Regions from separate parts of the Capra hircus genome. Here region 2 is linked to region 1. A link is a contact called in public Hi-C data. All regions are on one chromosome and are shown on one strand. Each heading gives the region's core, a stretch centred on a gene start, on an enhancer-like site or on the middle of the called end of the contact. The rest is flanking DNA. Distances are from core to core; before and after follow the strand shown. Region 1 overlaps ZNF691 (zinc finger protein 691). Region 2 overlaps CFAP57 (cilia- and flagella-associated protein 57).

What was found. A called contact is a pair of places that touch in the nucleus more often than the background predicts.
Region 2: a Hi-C map of blood shows a contact between it and region 1, with 4 times the contacts expected there. The contact joins two enhancer-like sites. A contact is called at or near these places in 2 of 5 Hi-C or Micro-C datasets (both in blood).

Annotation. Positions count from the first base shown.
Region 1 is chr3:17,390,474-17,396,745 of ARS1.2, reverse strand. It overlaps ZNF691 (zinc finger protein 691), which reads right to left. Exons shown (of 2, transcript XM_005678591.2): 2 at 5,164-6,272. The coding sequence ends at 5,769. Among named protein-coding and RNA genes, the nearest start is that of ZNF691, 7.4 kb to the right of the region's middle. Within about 2 kb of position 4,840, at least 1 of the 5 cell types and tissues checked has an H3K27ac peak or open chromatin away from gene starts, as enhancers often do.
Region 2 is chr3:17,931,475-17,938,060 of ARS1.2, reverse strand. CFAP57 (cilia- and flagella-associated protein 57) reads right to left here. Exons shown (of 22, transcript XM_018042755.1): 3 at 6,401-6,586; 4 at 4,021-4,228; 5 at 557-709. Among named protein-coding and RNA genes, the nearest start is that of CFAP57, 10 kb to the right of the region's middle. Within about 2 kb of position 1,775, at least 1 of the 5 cell types and tissues checked has an H3K27ac peak or open chromatin away from gene starts, as enhancers often do.

The DNA.
Region 1 (6,272 bases), core at 3,591-6,090:
TCTGCTGAGTCCCTTGATGTGTTTGCATATACAAATTATCAGAAGTTGAGGACAGCTGAACAGCTTTTTTATAATAGAGTAAAATGACCTGGAGTTTCCACAGCAATCTGAGAGAGGAGTAAGGACAGTGATGGGAGGAAAGAAGGGCAAGTTAGTGCCACTCCCTGATGAGACCCCTCCGCAAGATTCCCCGTCTCTCGAAGGGATTTGAGCTGTACAAATGCCTAATATGACAGGACGTTCCAGGGAACTCATAAAGGTGCTTAGTTCTGTGATTAAGCAAATGGAGACAAACAAGTGATGAAATAAAATTGATATTCTATGGTAAGACAAAATTTTAAATAAAATTTTTATTTTCTCCTCTCCCTCCCCTTTACTATGTTATGCGCCTGCACTGACCAGACCTCATTTGGAGATAACATTTCTTCTTAATCTCATCAAGGGTTATAACTTTCTGGGAGAAAACCTTCCTTCTTCATCTTGGAAGGGGCCATGATGACCCATGGCCCACTGCTTGCTTTGTACACACAGATCTGGATTGTGTAAACTGTCAATAACACTTAATGTACAACCCTCTATCTCAAAAATTTATATAACTTTTCTTTGGCCTCTAATGGGTGGAACAGTTCTCGGAGCTTTCTGAGAGGCTGTTCCTGAGTCATAATCCTCAGTATGGCTCAAATAAAATTTTCCATTTCTTTCTTAGATTGCCTGATTAATTTTTTGTTGACACAGAGGATTACACAGACCACAGGAACCTCAGGCATGAATGTGATCATGCTATCTCTTGGCTTTAAAATTCTCTACCATCCACAACCTGAAATCCAACACCCTTCAGGACCCAGTCTCCAGCTACCTTACCAACCTCATCTTCTCACCCAGGACAACCTTCACTACCTCAAATATTTCACTGTTCCCTAAAACACTAAAGCTTCCCTTCCATCAGAAATAGCCTTCCTCTTCTTTAACTAGTAAACACTTACTCATTCTCCAAGACCAGATTCAATCCGCTCAGCCTTCTCCTCTCCTGTGAAGAGTTTAGGCATCCTGCCTGTGTTCCCCCAGCACCTTGTTCAGAAGGGAGTTTCCCTTCCTCTGATTTCCTAGCAGGAAAGACTGTCCTATTCACTCCTGGGGGCCAGTGTCCAGTACAGGCCAGGTTAGGGCCCTCCCCGGGGCTGCTCCCACAGACCCCTGGGCACGACTGTGAATGACACCTATCATCCTGCCTTGGAACGCTGGGTTTAAGTGCCAGTCTCCCACAGTCAGAAGGAATGACTCAGAAAAACAGAGTAGGAATTACTTTTTTTGAAAGGCAAATTTACACTTATAAAGGAAATCTCTATTTGTGAGGGTGTCTCCCTTGCTGCACTAGGAGAAAACAACTAAATAGTTAGAGAATCTTACTGATGGGGAAGGCAGACACTTAATCTGCATAACAAACCTTAAGCTGTTTACCCTGCTCTTCCTGGCAACCTCCTGGAACTGGCTGGCTTCCTCACCCTCACCTTTATTTGTCTTTGGCTAAAGATGGTATTTAAACTGCTGGTTTAGGCCACGTAGGGCTTCCCAGGTGGCTCAGTGGTAAAGATCGCAGGAGATGTGAATTCGATCCCCGGGTTGGGAAGATCCCCTGGAGAAGGAAGTGACAACCCACTCCAGTATTCTTGCCTGGGAAATCCCAGACATAGGAGCCTGGTGGGCTACATGGGGTGGCAGAGTTGGACACAACTGAACACAGTAGACCACCTAGGTGAGTTCACTCATTTTCCCTGGGTGTCTCTCAGGTTTGTGAGATATACACATGAATAAACTTGTTTTTCTCCAGTTCATCTGTCTTTTGTGACATGGATCTCAGGCAAGAACTCTGAAGGGTCAAGTGGTAGTTATTTTTCACCTCTTCCTGGAGGCTCCTCCCTCTCCCATCACTGGCCTGCTACTGCAGGTGAAGGAGCTCTGCAGGCTGTACCCTGGTCTGGTGTCTCACATTAGCGTTGGTGAAAATTAAACCCAGGGTGGGAGCCTCGGGGCAGTAAGCTGAGGCCTGGGACAGTGTCCCAGAGCAGACGAAAGAGTCCGCTTCTCAGTGTCCAATGAAGAGGAAGAGCAAGCCCTGGTTGTCCCAGGGTCCCAAATCACCCCGGGGACTAGAGCAAGATGTTGTACTGCCCAGAAGACAACCTACTGGGGAAGGAGAACAAGGAGGAGCCTCACAGGGCTCCAGCTGATCCCTGTTCTTGTTCAGACCTCACCCACAGCAGCCTGGCCTCGGCTCAGTACACCCCATCTTCTCCAGGAACATCGATCCCTAGGCCAGGCCAAATAACCATGACAGAGACGTGAAAGACCATCCTTCTGGGACAGGACCCCTCTAAGGAGTAGTGGGACCTGACAGGGAGTCAGGGTCCAGGGAGCAAGGCTCAATTACCATGTCATTAAGAAGGCCTTAGGATCAGGTCTGGGTTGGTTAAAATCCCAGGTGAGCCACCTAGTGGCCACATGACCTTAAATGAGCAAATTACTTAATTGAACTGAACCTCGATTTCATCGTCGGCAAAATGGCAACAATAACTACCTTTCAGAACTATGAAGACTTAAAATTAGGATCAATAGTAAATGCTGTTATAATCACCATTTCCCAATACCCAAACCTGTGTAGGGCTGGTTCCAGGCCTATCTTCTGGGCTCCATCAAAAGCAATCCTGTAATTTGCCTGCACTATGGTGTTGTGAGACAGAATGGGAAAGAAGTATTGTTACCCAAATCGTAATGGGGTGACGTCTCTCTGTGGACTAGAGACCGGGAAAATGCCTTGATTCCAAGGAGTGCTGGATGGTAGGTGGCAAGACCTGCAGGTAAAGATACATGTGGGCCTCTCCTTTCATCTGGGATCTCATAGCAGAAGGAACCCAGAACTTTCAGAGCATAAGGAGACCAGGGGTGACTGCCTATCTCAACAGAAGTCGGGACCCATGAGCTCTGGCTATGGCTGTGTTGATGTCCCTTAGATCTTTCCTATCATAGAGGGGAGTTCAGGGGTCAAGGTCCTCCAGTGCTGAAGGAAGAGAGAGAGGGCCTGTACATAGGCTATGCGTGCTCAGCTTTTCCCTTCTCCACACCTACCCAGAACATCTCTTCCCTGCTCTGGATCCTCTCAGGAACTCCCTTAGGTGAGGCAGGGAGAATTCCCTGCTTCCTGACACATAATAGCTGCTTCATAAATGTTGGTGGATGGAACTGAATTGCATGCAGGCTGATGGGAGAGGAAGGGGCTTCATGTGAATTCAGTCCAGAGGCAGGGAGGCTGTGGGTGGTCACTACACGAGGATCAAGTGCCAGGTGTTGATGGGAGCCCCACCCTTTCAGGTTTGCCTGCTGTTGAAACCTAGCAGCCACCCCACACTAGAGAATATAGAAGCCATATCCTCACTGTCAGTACTCCTAGTAACTAGGAGGAAGCGAGAGGCACAGAATGGGGACGGAGGAGAGAAGGGGAAGGGAGAAGGGAGGAGGAAAAAGGAATGAAGAAGAAAAGGAAGTTAGCAAAAAAAAAAAGAAATCAGAGAGTGAATGAATAGGCTAATCAGAACTCAATAGCCTGGACCAACACCAAAAGAAACGTGTAAATGAAATGGGCCAGCAAGCTCAAAGCAGGTCTTACTGGCAAGACTCCAAGTCATAGCAGTTGTCACTAAGGCTGTGGGTCTAGAAGGTTAATGTTACCGAGCTCCCCAGACTGAGAGACCAGCAGACTTAGCTTGGTAATGAGCAAAAACGAAGAGCTGGCCTAACTGGAATCCTAGCTCAGCCATTAAGTCAGGTCATTCAAACCCTCAGAATTTCCTTATCTTCAAAATGGGGATACTGCTACTTTACACACTAGTCATGCAAATCAGAAATAACTGGTGCTCAGTAGGTGTTAGATGGCAACTTCTAAGTTTTATTTTTGGCCACATGGCATGAGAGATTTTAGCTCCCCAGCCAGGATCAAACCTGCAGCCCTGCAGTGGAAGCAGTCTTAAACCACTGTACAGCCAGGAAGTCCCTGGCAACTTCTATTATTAGGGAGCAAGTTATACATACAAGTTGGGTGACTGTATGTTTAAAATACTTTGTATGAAGATTTTCAAGGAGCAGGAAAATGTATATGAAATAAAAGTGCTTGGTAAACTAAAAAGGACCCTACAAATATCAGGGAATTGTTTGGAAATCATCTTTTATGGTTAGAAAAAATAAAGGCACATCCCCTCCTGGGTGGATGGCAGGATCCCATTGTAGTCAGGTCATCAGCTGTGCCAGGCACATTCTGCCAGCTGGTGACAGATGAAGAAGGCCCCTCACTCTGGAAGAACAAAACCCCAGAGTGGCCAGAGACAGGGGTCTTTTGGATTTGTTGGAGGAAATCTGGGTGAACTCTATAAACTTTAATGCAGAAAACACTGAAAACTTGCCACATGGAGTCAAGCGTTCAGAAGGGCAGGAAGCCAGGCCTGACCTCTACCAAGCTGTCCCAACCTTAGGAACTAAACTGCTGCTACTAAGGGCAAAGACTCTAGGTTCATCTTGTCCCACCCCTCAGCCCCTATTCCAAGTTACTATCCTATTTCCTAGGCACAGAGTAGTGTCAATCAACTATCAGTCTAAAGTTGAAAAGGTTCTCATGCTTGGCACTGACGTCCCACAGAGCAAAGGGTCCGGGACTGTCTCAAGAGGCCGTGCGCTAGCTCCCGCTTCTAGGAAATCAGCTGGCCCCAGGCCAGCTCCCTGAGTGGCTCCTTTGGAAGCCAGCGAGGTGAATGCAGTGAAAGAGCATCAGCTCAGAAACAAGGGGGACCCCGGCGTGAACCCCGGCTCCACCAGCATTCCCATCCTGTGACCACAGCAGGCGATTCCGCCTCTCCTCACTTGTCTCCTCCACATCCGCCCCTGCAGCACTGGATGAAGAATGGGAACGTGGCTGCGGCCTCCAGGGCGCACAGCAGACACTCAGTCACTACTACTCCCCCCTCTCTCCCCTTCCTCCTCACAGACCTCAGTTAGCTGCTTCCTTCCGCTTTTCAGAGCAGTCGCCCATTCTTTCTTGAAATTCAACTCCCTTCCAGAGTGGTGGCAGTGCGACCATCTCCCCACCTCTTTGATGCCCCCAAATAAGTACACAGGCCCTTTTCATTAAAGGGTTTTACTGCTAATCCTGGGGAAACAGATGCACGCTGGGCTGGGGGTGACAAGTCACACACCTGAGGGAATGTGAAGGTCCCTGGATCATGGCTCCTTGAGGGTTTCCCTTTCATTCCTAAAGTAGGACCTCAGACCTCTTCTCCAGGCCTGGGAAGCCCCTTCCTCCCTGGCCAGCTGCAGCACAGTGGGCGCACCCCTGCAGTGCGCCCTAAGCTCAAGCAGTCCACATACAATACAGAGGCCCTCCAGACAGTGATGCTTATCGCACAGGAACTTCCTTAAAGGCCAGGGAAGGTCACCCTAAGGATATAAGCAAGTACTAAGCCTACCCTATTTCTCTTTCACCTCAAGGAGATGAAACTAAGATCGAGTCCTCTGACTATCTCTACCACAAGAAACTGGCCTGAAAAATGTAGATTTTTACTCAGAGTCCCTTCTCTGACTTCCTGGAGATCCTGGCTTCAGAGGCAACAGAAAACCCTTCTCCAAAGTGGGAGAAGGGCTTGAGGTCAAGGTGGCAGCAGTGGCTCCTAAAGACCTTTCTGCGCTAGGCTGGGGCCCCTCGCCCTGTCCTCGCTCCCTCGGCCTCTTCAGCTGGACTCTCTGCCGGCCTGCTCCCCCCGGTGGGTTTTCTGGTGGCGGATGAGGTTGGAGCTGCGGGAGAAGTGCTTCCCGCACGCGGTGCACCGGTAGGGCTTCTCGCCCCTGTGAGTCCGCTGGTGCGCCCCGAAGTTGGAGATGTCGCTGAAGGTCCGCCCGCACTCGGAGCACTCGTAGGGCCGCTCGCCCGTGTGGGTGCGGTGGTGCACGCCGAAGCTGGAGCTGTTGCTGAAGCTCTTCCCGCACTCGCAGCAGATGTAGGGCGCGGGCTCCAGGTGGGTCCGGTAGTGCACGGCCAGCGCCGCGCTCTGGCCGAAGCTCTTGCCACAGAGGTCGCAGCGGAAGGGCCGCCGGCCCAGGTGGTCCTGCTGGTGCGTGGTGAGGTCCGCGTGCCGCCGGAAGCTCTGCTCGCAGTTGGGGCACTTGTACTGCTTCTCCTCCAGGTGGATGCGCTCGTGCCGGATCCGGTTGGAGCTTCTGGAGAAGCTCTTACC
Region 2 (6,586 bases), core at 526-3,025, 540 kb before region 1:
CTTCTTTTTTATCCTTTTTGCTGCAGTATCGACAGTGTATTCATACTGGCTTTCTTTATTATTTAAAAACAAAAGCAATGATAAATCTTTACACATAAACGTCTCTGTGCACAGGAGCAGGTACTGTAGTACATTAAATACCTGAAGTACACTTGCTTGCTGAGGAAAAGATAGGTACAATGTAAATCTGAGAGGGACCTCCAAGGTGTTCTCCAAAGAGGCTCAGTTCAGTCACTCTGTTGTGTCTGACTCTTTGCGACCCCATGGACTGCAGCATGCCAGGCTTCCCTGTCCATCACCAACTCCTGGAGCTTGCTCAAACTCATGTCCATCGAGTTGGTGATGCCATCCAAAGAGGCTACAACAATCAGATTCTGGCGTCCCCCACTCCAGCCCCCTGCAGGTGTTGGAGTGCTCCTCCAAGGACATATTGAAATTAGAGTTTCTTTTGCTTTGTTATGAAGGGGTGAATGGGCTTATGCTCAGGAATTGGATCAAAATTTGCCCAGTGGTGACCCGTCCCCAGGCTGGCAGGAAGCGCTGCTGCGAGGCTCACCTTGCTGATCTCCGTCAGGGACATGGTGATGCTGTAGAGCTGGCTCTTGCTGGTGCTGGCGATCAGCGTCTCCTCGGAGGGGCTGAAGCACATGCAGAGCACGTCCTGTTTGTCCGACTGACTCGGGTCGTTGCTCTGTGGATCCACAGGAATCTGCCCGAGACACAGGACGGCAGTCAGCAGGCCCCTGCACTGTCGGGTGTCCTTGGACTTTAAGATGCTCTCAGATACTCGCAGCTTCCAGACTCCTATCAGCCTGCTTCCGGGGTGCTCCTCAGACGTGGAGAAGGTGGGGTTTGAGGTGTCTCAGTTTCTGTGGGTTTCCTACTCACCTTTAAGTGACTAGTGGCTGAATAATGAGCAGCGGCACAGGTGAAACTGATCCATCTGCACATCTGAGATCCCCCCTCAGAACAAGCGTTAGTCTAGCTCCACACTCGCCCAGCGGGTGGGAGCTCAGAGCAGGCTCCTATCTGCACCAGGTACGCAGTGCGCTTCAGGGCAGCGGAGGGGAAGGTTGAGGCCTTTTTATCACATGGGTGGGTGACAGGGCAGAGAGAAGAGAAGGGGCCCCGCAGCTCCTGCAGCCGTCTCGGGGGCCTGGAGTTCCCAGTGGACAGTATTAAATGAGATTTCCTTCTCCCTGTTTTTCCTCTCCTTCCATGAACAACCAAACTCACTGAAATCTGGTCTGCACATACCCCCTTTGCATCCTCACTACCCACTCAGTTCTTTATTCCTTATAACGTGGCTTCCACTGCCTCATTTACTGAAACTGTCCTCCTGAACATCAGAAATTTCCTTATCACCAAAGCCCGACGCCCTGCTCAGCCCTCATCTTCTGGGCTTTCCTAGAGCCTGCAGCAGTGACCTGGGCACCTTCCTCCCCTGAACGCCCTGGACTCTTGTGCCGCCCTCCCTCTGCGTGGAGTTGTCTTCCTTGCACCTCCTAGCCCGTCCTCATGAAGTCTACTCCCTCTGCTCTCTCTGGGCAGCGAGGGCCCTGGGAAGCCTTCCCTGACCGCCCTGGGCTGCGTGGGCCCTGACAGTCCCTCACTGCGCCCACAGCACCCAGGAGTTCCCTCTGTTGTTCCACGTGTCACACTGCATAGAGTGGAACAGGGGCCTGTGGACCGGGGACCTTGTCTGTTCCCTCTGTGTCCTCTGCTGCTTGGAGCAGGGCCTGGCACAGGGCAGGCCCTCAGTGACTGCACGGTGTGGCCTCGCACCCTCCCCCACAGTGAGGTCCGTGGGGGAAGCGCCACATCCAATGTGCCCACCGCAGGCCCCACCCTGGAGCCTGGCTCCTGACAGGCAACCGACAGACGTTTGTTGACTGAATGAGTGAACGACCTCGCCTTCTCAGTGTCCTGCTGGGCTCTCATCCTGTCTCAGTCTTGAAATTGGGAAATGCTAAGTAGTCATGTATGGATGTGAGAGTTGGAGTATAAAGAAAGCTGAGCGCTGAAGAACTGATGCTTTTGAACTGTGATGTTGGAGAAGACTCTTGAGAGTCCCTTGGACTGCAAGGAGATCCCACCAGTCCTTCCTAAAGGAAGTCAGTCCTGAATATTCGTTGGAAGGACTGATGCTGAAGTTGTAACTCTAATACTTTGGCCACCTGATGTGAAGAGCTGACTCATTGGAAAAGACCCTGATGCTGGGAAAGATTGAAGGTGGGAGGAAAAGGGGACAACAGAGGATGGGAGGGTTGGATGCCATCACCAACGTGATAGACATGAGTTTGAGTAAACTCTGGGAGTTGGTGATGGACAGGGAAGCCTGGCATGCTGCAGTCCATGGGGTTGCAATGAGCTGGACACAATTGAGCGACTAAACTGAACTGAACTGCATCCAGTGATCACACAGATGTTTAATCCTTTCGATAACCACCAGGGTGAGCTGTTTCCTTAATGAAGAGACACAGGTTTGCTACATTCAGCAACTCATGTGAAGTCACTCAGCCAGGAAAACTTGAGTCAAGTCTAAATCACTCAATGTGTGTTTACCACTCCATAGCCAATGACTTCAAATCACCCACACTGTGTATTAATATCACAGGCAGATCACTTTTTTCAAGCATAGTGCTTCTCCACTGAAAACAGGATGCCTTGCCTGTTTATACACTCACTCCTCAGGCTGGCGTTTGCCATCTTTTCACCAGCCTTAGTCCTCTTGTTCCCTTCAAGTGACTTAAGGCCCCTCCACTGGGGAACAGATATCTCCCAAACACACCACTGCTCCCTGTCAGGGGCTCCTTTGCTTAATTTGTTCCCTTTACCTGGACTTCCTGATCTGTTTCTTCCTGTCTAATGTTACCCATCCTCTACAACCCCTCTTCAGTGATGACCTTCAAACACTTTGAAACCTTCCTGGTTCTTCCCCAACCAGGTGAAATCTCTCTCCACAGAAATCTGTATCATTTCTTCCCCAAATATTTACTGAATGTCTGCTGCATGCCAGGTGAAAGTGAAAGTGAAGTTGCTCAGTTGTGTCAGACTCTTTGCAACCCCATGGACTGTAGCCTACCAGACTTCTCTGTCCATGGGATTTTCCAGGCAAGAGTACTGGAGTGGGTTGCCTTTTCCTTCTCCAGGGGATCTTCCTGACCCAGGGATCGAACCCAGGTCTCCCGCATTGCAGGCAGACGCTTTAACCTCGGAGCCACCAGGGAAACCCAGGTAGTTTTCTTTTCTTTTTTTTTTTTTAAAAGATATTTACTTATTTGGCTGTGCCAGGTCTTAGTTGTGGCCCACGAGATCTTAGCTGTAGCGTGCAAACTCTTAGCTGTGGCAAGTGGGATCTAGTTCCCTGATCAAGGATCTAGAAGCCAGGTCCCCTGAACTGGAAGTGCTGCTGCTACTGCTGCGTCACTTCAGTCGGGGCCAACTCTGTGTGACCCTATAGAGGGCAGCCCACCAGGCTCCCCCGTCCCTGGGACTCTTCAGGCAAGAACACTGGAGTGGGTTGCCGTTTCCTTCTCCAATGCATGAAAGTGAAAAGTGAAAGTGAAGTCACTCAGTCGTGTCCAATTCTTCGCGACCCCATGGACTGCAGCCCACCAGGCTCCTCTGTCCATGGGATTCTCCAGGCAAGAGGACTGGAGTCGGGTGCCACTGCCTTCTCCATTGGAAGTGCAGAGCCTAGCGACTGGACCACCAGAGAAGTCCCATATCAGGTGGTGTTCTTGACGGTAAAATATCCATATACATTACGGGAACACTGAACTTGAAGAGAAAACAATTTGCCCAAGTTCTCCCCCAGGATTCAGATCCAGAACTCCTTATTTCTATACTGCAACTCTGTCCAGTCCATCCTAAAACTGCCCTCAGGACAAACGGCTCGAGTCCCTTTGTGCTCTGCCCTCAGCCTCCTTTCCCTGCGTCAAACGCTGCATCAATGCTCTGCTCCTGGAGGACAGACGCCAGCTGGACCCCAGCATTGCTGCTTCCTCCCCTCCTTACCCGGATCTCCCTGCTCTCACGGTAAAACTCCTTGTCTTCCATCTTCTCAAACAGCAGAACTCTCCCTGGCCCAGCAGAACAGGCAAATCCCTTTGAATAGGCTGCGATGGCAAACACCTGGGGCAGCGACAGCTGGCTGTGGCTGCTGGTATTCATGACCTGCTCGTAGGAAGGGACTGGGGAAGTGACTGCTGGAAATTCAATCAGGCTGGAAAAGAAAATAGCACACACAGATAGCAGAGACGATTCCAAGGAGATGAACTGTGCCAGCGATGAGAAAGGACTGTCCTTGGGTGTGGGAGTGTGGCTCAGATCGTAAAGAACCTGCCTGCAATGCGGGAGACCCAGGTTCCATCCCTGGGTCAGGAGGATCCCCTGGAGAAGGGCATGGCAACCCACTCCGGTATTCTTGTCCAGAGAATCTAATGGACAGAGGAGCCTGGCAGGCTACAGTCATTGGTGTCGCCAAAGAGTTGGACACAACTGAAGCGACTTAGCATGCATGCAGATGGGAGAAACCACTCAGCGTGAGCCCCCTTCCCATGGCCTAAATGTGCCCCTTTGGCTGGGAGTGCTACTGGGGCTCCATGGGAGATGGAAGGTTATACACTTATATGAAAATCTTGCAATCCTCTGTGGTCACTGTTTTTAGTATCATACTCATTTTGTTGTTTAGAAAAAAGTGGCTCAGAGGGGTCATTTCCAAGATCACATAATTAGTAAGGGGAAGAGCTGAGATTTAAATCCAGGTTTTGGCTTCCTTCCCTCCCTTCCCTCCCTTTCCCTTCCTTTCCTTCCTTCCTTCTCTTCTTCCTCCCCTTTCCCCTCCCTTCCTTTCTTTCTTTCATTCATTTATGCATATTTGCATTCACTCATTCATTCATATAACATTTACCAGAGTTACGTTAATGACTCTGTGAAACAATGATAAATCAGTTGACCCAGTTCCTAAGCTGATGGTCTAGGGGGTGTATGATAAGGACTGTCAGGGACTGCTGAGTAGGATGGCAGTGGCCAGTTATCGGCTAACAAGAAAACCTAAGGACAGATATAGAAGAACAGCTGTCTGAGATGAGCAGAGGCTGAGGGCTCCCAGCTGAGACCAGAAGGACAAAGAGGGATGTGGCAGTGTCCAGAGGAGTGGGGTCGGTGTAGGGGCAGACTGAGCCCAGAAGTAGGAGAGTGCATGAGGGATATGCGGTAGACAGAGGCAAGTGCTGATGCTGCAGATATAGAGAAATGTCAGAGCAGCAGGGACATGTGGGCCAAGGTCAAGAGTGAGCTTTATCCTTGGAGTCCTGGACTCACTCAAAGATGGAGAACACAGCACACTGGAGGGAAATGGCCTTATTAGGAAGTTCTCAACATAATCATGACAAAAAGGAAATGTCATTGGTGTGGGAGTGGTACAAATGGGTGAACCCAAAGACACTGAAGAAGAGGTATCTACAAGGTGTTGTCTTGATTGCAGGCTTGGGTATTGGGATCAGACATCTGGCTTTGAATCCTGGCCTGTTACTTAACAGTGCTGTGATCCTGGGTGAGGCATTTAACCTCTTGGAGTCTACGATATGGGTGTGATAATAATATGTACTATGTAGGGTGGGTAAGGCTCAAACGAGGTTATGCACAGAGTGTCTAGGGCAGTGTCTAGACCACACAATGGTGCTGTCCAACATGAGTGAGAGATGACTATGATCGGCTGCAGCAGAGTTGGAACTGGCAGCTTCATCCTGAGCCCCTTCTCTGGTCCATACACTTCTGTCACATCGACTGACATTTCCTGGTATTTCCTTATTAGTCTGCTGCTTCCTATCAAATTATAAGGTCCTAAGGACGGTGTCCCCAGCATTTAGCAAGATGCCTTGCACATTGCAAAGGCTTGATGGATATTTATTTAATTGATTTAGTAAACTGGGAAGCCAGTAGAAAACATATTTTCAAAGATAGGTAGTTTTGAAGACTAAGTCATACCAGTCTGTGAAACTGTTAGTTGTTCAATTGTGTCTGACTTTTTGTGACCCTCATGGACTCTAGCCCACCAGGCTTCTCTGTCTGTGGAATTCTCCAGGCAAGGATACTGGAGTGGGTAGTCATTCTCTTCTCCAGGGGATCTTCCCAGCTCAGGATTGTCTCCTGCATTGCAGATGGATTCTTTACCATCTGAGCCACCAGGGAAACACTTATAAAATGAGGTTAGGTATAAAAATAAAAATAGTTGTACCTAGGTTATGGTTATAAACATCAAATTTGACCCTGAATAAGGATGAACACTAGAAAAGATAAAGGAATGATTTTTAAAGAGTGCTGTTTTAGGGGTGTTGCTATTGGCAAGATGAGTGTATTTTTCTAAGAGCTCCAGCCCAGAAGGCATTGTTACCTCTCTGATTCCTGGATCACCCCCAGGTTCTTTGTCTCGCTGGTGGGCTCCTTGACCATGATACTTGTCTCCCAGCGTTGATCTCCAGATTCAAAGAGGAAGAGTCTGCCTGTATCAGTGCCAGCAATAATCTTGTCATCAGACACCCAGGTGTGGGCGAGATAATTTTGGGGTTCTCCCCTCTGA